2 separate regions of the Zea mays genome follow, and region 1 is linked to region 2. The links are chromatin contacts, called in public Hi-C maps. All regions are on one chromosome and are shown on one strand. Each heading gives the region's core, a stretch centred on a gene start, on an enhancer-like site or on the middle of the called end of the contact. The rest is flanking DNA. Distances are from core to core; before and after follow the strand shown.

Region 1 (2,984 bases), core at 1-2,500, 570 kb after region 2:
CAATTTATCAACTAATTTTAGCACTTTAGGTTCCAAACTGATTAGCTAATTAATTAGTAGAGGGCTAGTAAATTGTTTGACCATTAGCCATTTAACCTTGCTAATAGATACTAATTAATAGATCATAAAAAGAGAAAAGACCATTTCTCTGTCGGTGTCTTTCCTTTCCCTCCTGGCTAATGGTTTGTCGTGGGTAAAACGAAACTATGTTTTAGACATCTAATAGCCAAGACTTCAAACGTACTTGGGTAATTGTTTGTCAGCTAATTATTTGCTGGCTAGTTGTTAGCCACTGAAAAACAATTAACATCCAAATAGGGTATTATGGTGTATTTGGTTTAGCTTTTGCCCCCTAAAAGGTAAAAGGCAAACTAAAGGACTCAAACTAGGAAATAACTTTTTTCAAAAGTCGGTTTTCTTTTAGTGTAAAATTGAAAGTATCAGGAGCGGAGTCAGGATTACGATACAAGAGGTGCCCATCAGTCCATCAAAACTATATGATAAAAAATATTATATAATGTTATCAAATCTAAGTACTCGACGTGGAATAAGAATTCTAGATCTTTATAAATTATTTTAGTTCATGAGTCCATTTTCTAGCTAATTGATATATTAACTAAAGCTGTGACGCAAGAACAATACCAAAAAAGAAGACGACTGAACGATGAATATCCGACTAATGAGATTAAATTTTATATAATGACTATAGTATTCATGAGGTAGCTAACAAAATTTTGAGAGCATTCAAAAATCTAACTAGCCTCGAGGATCCATGAAAATTCGTTAAACTATGTCGGTACATATCAAATTTGTCGTGTATACACCAACTATCAGGTGAAAACTTTAGTTGAAACTTGTAGATTTTATTATCCACAAGATTTAATGTAGTATGTATATAAGTTGTTGGCGCTCATTCTGCTACTTCGCGTGATCACCTTCTTTGGGCTTTGGTTTTGGGGCTATGGTAGAGCCAAGTCAAGTGGTCAGTGGCAATCGACAGTTGCCTAGCCAGGCGATAGGATGAATCATAAAGGGGCGAGGTTCAGATATCAGCGTCTACAAGCGAATTAGGTTTGACGTTACATGCATTGATTGATCATTCAACTAGGGTTTTTGGCATTTTACAGCTCTCAGTCCAGCCTTTTCCAGAGGTCAGAATCCCGTCGGCGTCAGCCCGTTCTGTAAAGCTGCACGGGGCTGGGCCTCAAGGTACTACTACTACGTGCTTTCGACGGCCCACCAGGTCGGTCAGCAGTCAGCACGTCTCCGTCCCCGACGATGCCGGGGAGCAATGCCAATGGAGGGCGCAGCCTGTACGGACACGGCCGACCGGCCATCTTCATCCCCCTCTCCTTGCCGCCCTCGGTTCCGGACTCTGCTCCCCTGCCCCATACCCCCACCGCTCCTCACGCCTCGCCTGACTGCCAAGGCAATCCCGGAAGCTCCTCCCGCGCGCGAACATGGTGATGTTCTTTCCCTGTCCCGTGTTACTTGTTTCGGATCAGTATATATATATGGACATTTCATGTTTCATGAATATATTGTTACTGTGATATTCTTGATCCGTTATATTTGTAATCTTTGGATCTTGCCCGCTGCTTGGATCTAGGCATCTAGTTTTCCCGGTTTGTCATAGGCTGCGCATGGCGGAGTCACACTAAGCAACATGCTCTGGACCTTAGACAGATGGACCAAATGCGCATGCTTGTTAATTCGATTCCCCCTCATCAGCGCCAACAAGCTGCCGGCATGCTTTAACATATGATGCTTCGTTGCTATTTCTGGAATGAATAGACCTGATGTTCCGAGGCACACATGTTTTATTTTCTTCTTCAGAATGAAGTCAAATTTCACTGCTCTGCTAGAAATGACCTGCTGGAACGTTGGTGCAGATTTGGCCTGCAACAACGCAGAGGAGGTGATCTTATGTAACTACAAAAGATAGTAATGGGGATATCCAAGGTGACAGGCATTGCCGCGACAGCTTTTCTTGTCACATCTGTTAGTCTGTGCCAGTTGGGAATGAGGATTATTATGCTTCCATTCCTAGCCACCGGTATTGTTGCTTCCATTGTCACGGTTGCATCGCATGATGCCATCAACCTACCGTGGATCTTGGGGAAGAACTCGGTTGGAAGATTTCCTCTTTGGTCGATTATACTGTTTGGTCCTTTCTTGACGCTTGCTCGGACATATGCGATGGTTAAGAGATACATGAGGAAGGAGGCCGTGTATGACAAGATCGTGGAAGGCCTATATCTCGGAGGATGGCCGTTTCTCTTGAAACATTTGCCCCCTGGAAACCCATCTGTCATAGATTGCACTTGTGAGCTTCCAAGAAGTTCATTCGTTCCAGCAAACGAGTATCTTTGCCTTGCAACTTGGGATACCAGAGCTCCAACACCGCACCAGATCGAAAAGGCTGCACGTTGGGCTTGTGAAAAGAGATCTGAGGGGAAGCCAGTTTATGTCCATTGCGCATTTGGTTAGTAACCCACGTTTTGTTATAATTACTTTTAGGATTGCATCTTGATGTTTGTATTGTGTACATAATTGTGTTCCCTAGTACTGTATTTGTGCACTATATTGACTGTTAGGTTTGTTCTTTGTGATGGACACATTAGGTCATGGAAGAAGTGCCTGTGTTGTGTGTGCAATTCTAGTAGCGCTGGGTACTGCTGAGAACTGGAAAGATGCTGAGAACATCATCCGTGAAAGAAGAAAGATAAAAATGAACGCCCTTCACCGTAAAACCTTGGAAGAGTGGTCCAAACAACGAGTTCGTCAGAAAAAGGATAAGTAGTTGTAAGTGGAACATTTTCCATAGTGATGGACTTGTTTTGCGGTGTTAACGCCTGTCATAAAATGACATACTCCCTCCGTTCTTTGGGGGTAGTATTTGCTTAGGCCAAGTGTAATTTCTGTGGCATTCTTATTTATGTTTTAATCAGTAGTATTAGTGTTTCTACCTTTAAATGTATATG
Region 2 (2,700 bases), core at 21-2,520:
AAACAACTGAGTATCACTTTATCAAGAAACGGACGCGACTTTTATGAGCTGAACAGGCGGGCATTTTTACAAACCATGTTCACACAAGACTAAAGTCCAAGTCAAATGATAACGGAAAGTAGCCTCCTTCCACACAGACGCATAGGAACAGCACCAGATCCAAAGTAATTGTACTAAACTAAAAGGTAGCACTAGCGATTACTAGCACAGTATGTACTCACCGCTTCGATCCAGTGCTGGAAAGCCAGCTTGAGGGCCTTGCCGTCTCTGGATAAACCCTGGCCCACCTGTTACAAGCCAGCGACATGAGCAACAGACGAACATGAGTGACATGCGTAGCAGTTGGGAGGACCTTGGATGCGTTGAGGCTGACGCGGTTCCAGCGCGAGGCGGCGGTCTCCGGTTTGGGCTCGTCGAAGAAGGAGACGGTGCTGTGCTCCAGGCGCGCGTAGTCCAGCGCCTGCCACCTTCGTTCATTGACCCCAATCACAAACCCCATCTATATCAGTCTCAATCAAATCTCAACCTCAACAGGGAAAAAAAAGAAAAGTCTTTAGTAAGCTGTAACCAAATTTAGGCAAAAAAAATTTCCAGGGACACCAAAATCTGCAAGAACCAAAGGAGGGCCGTTTCGATGGAATGGGACGCAACACACGACGCAGAGCAGCAAGAACCGAAGAAAAGCGAATCCCAAAAAAAGCAAAGGGGGCGTACGCCGCCACTCTCGTCGTTCAGTACCAAATCGAGCCGGACAAAGGGGGGGAAGGAGCCAGTAGCCACACCACCAGAGGCATGGGCCGTGGAGAGGAGAAGGGTCCGAGAAGATACCAGAGCTCCTCGACGACGACGGCGGAGTCGGCGAGCTTCCGGCGGGTCCGGTAGCTGCGGTACACCTTCTGCACCTTGGTGGCCGCGCCATTCTCGCCGGGGCCCTCCACCGGCGAGGGAGGCGCCAGCTTATCCGGCCCCGCCGCCTCCACCTCCATTGCTCTGAGATTGGGGAGCGAGGGTCCGACGCGCTAAACTTGGACCCAGCCGGCGGTTTCGTCCGCGGAGGCGGAGGCAGAGGCCAGAGGGAGAGGGCGAGAATGGTTCTGCTCCGGGCAGGCGGGCACTCGTTCAGTGTGTCAAGGACGAGGAGGGCAGGTGCGAGTTTAATCCGTGGATTAACACGCGAGCCGAGGGGAAGGGAATAACTAAAGGCAATTAATCTAGAACGGGGAGCAGGGCAGGGATCGCATTCGCAGCAGGAGGAGAGGAACCGGACCGCGGATACGACGACGACGAGTCGTTGGCGCCACCTACCGCTTCTTGGCTCGTGTTCCGTGGCGGAGGGTGGCGCCATAACTGCGCGTGGCTGGCCCACTTGTCATAAAGTAACTAGCGCATGACCAAAGGCGTGGGTGCCTGGGTGGTGCCGTGGTGAGATGGCAATTGGTACTCAAACCCGAATGGTTTTACTCTTACAAGTTTTGGTCAATTTTTAACCGACGGGTCATGGTTACGGCGGACAGTGGATTTTTTAAACCCGACCAAATCTAGTGCATGCTGTTATTTTATTTTATATTCGAACAATAAACTTGGTGTCTCCTTATTTACTTCTTAATTTTTATCAAATGTAAATGTATAAGTAGTTGGTGGGAGTTTTGCTTGCTTGCTTGCTATTACAGTTTTACTAGCGTTATATATGTGGTGGATGGATAATATAGTGCAAGCTCACTTGATTATACAACTTATCATTTATGTTTATGTCATATAAATGAGAGATATTATAAATATACATATATACTAATAATTCGAATATACAAAATATGATCGTATCTGAATAATTGTCTCATTTAAGAAATGTCTATCTATATGATATATGGAAACCGTAACGCAACTAATATAAATAGGGATGGATCCTAAACATCCCAATTATATTACAAATTTAATGTTTTTACATAGATGTGCATAGAATTTGGTGCTAATCTTTAATCATGTTGTTAAGCATATTATTGAAGACAAGAATATTTTTTGTATAATTTATTGTGTGCATTATTTTCTCCCTACAATGAAAAAGGTGAAAAGCTTTGTAACAGTTTCCGAATTTTATATCAATTATTTTTAAAAAAGATATATATATATATATATATATATATATATATATATATATATATATATATATATATATATATATATATGAATCTTAATAAGCTCAATGTTAAAAACAAACATATAAAGTGACACAACAAATTCTATATCTTATTTGTTCGGAATCGAAGAAAGAAGACCAAAAACTTAACATCCGTATAAGTATCTGAATCCATACCTAAATATAAAGCATGAGTTTACGAGCGTCGCCAGCGTTCGTCGTGCGCCAGCGAAATATGGAAAAAGAGAGCAGCCAACGAGATTCAAATTGTGGTCTCTATCTAGGATGAAAGCACTCGCTTCAAACCATTACAACTTATGTTAGCTTATGTTGTACAAAGAAACATTATCATATATAGAAACCGTAACGATGCACATGCAGCTTAGTACTAGTTATCTTCTATTTGTCTACTGTTAAGTTTCATGAACCAACTAATCTATTCAAAATGTTAAGATGATGGAGAGAGGTGAACAACTAGCTTATATTATAACATCTACCAGTTTTTTATCTGTATATACGGGGATTATGTGTCACATTATATATCTTTGTTATATCTTCTCCTATAT

What was found. A called contact is a pair of places that touch in the nucleus more often than the background predicts.
Region 1: a contact with region 2 is called in a Hi-C map of ear, with 1.6 times the contacts expected there. The contact joins the promoter of LOC100282991 here to the promoter of LOC100383398 in region 2. A contact is called at or near these places in 2 of 25 Hi-C or Micro-C datasets (ear and endosperm).

Annotation. Positions count from the first base shown.
Region 1 is chr4:194,572,718-194,575,701 of Zm-B73-REFERENCE-NAM-5.0, forward strand. LOC100282991 (membrane-associated phospholipid phosphatase) reads left to right here and starts at 1,251. Exons shown (of 4, transcript NM_001155895.1): 1 at 1,251-1,463; 2 at 1,893-2,485; 3 at 2,625-2,805. The coding sequence starts at 1,948. The coding sequence ends at 2,803.
Region 2 is chr4:194,001,983-194,004,682 of Zm-B73-REFERENCE-NAM-5.0, forward strand. LOC100383398 (putative calmodulin-binding family protein) reads right to left here and starts at 1,271. Exons shown (of 9, transcript NM_001176053.2): 1 at 829-1,271; 2 at 353-467; 3 at 222-287. The coding sequence starts at 986.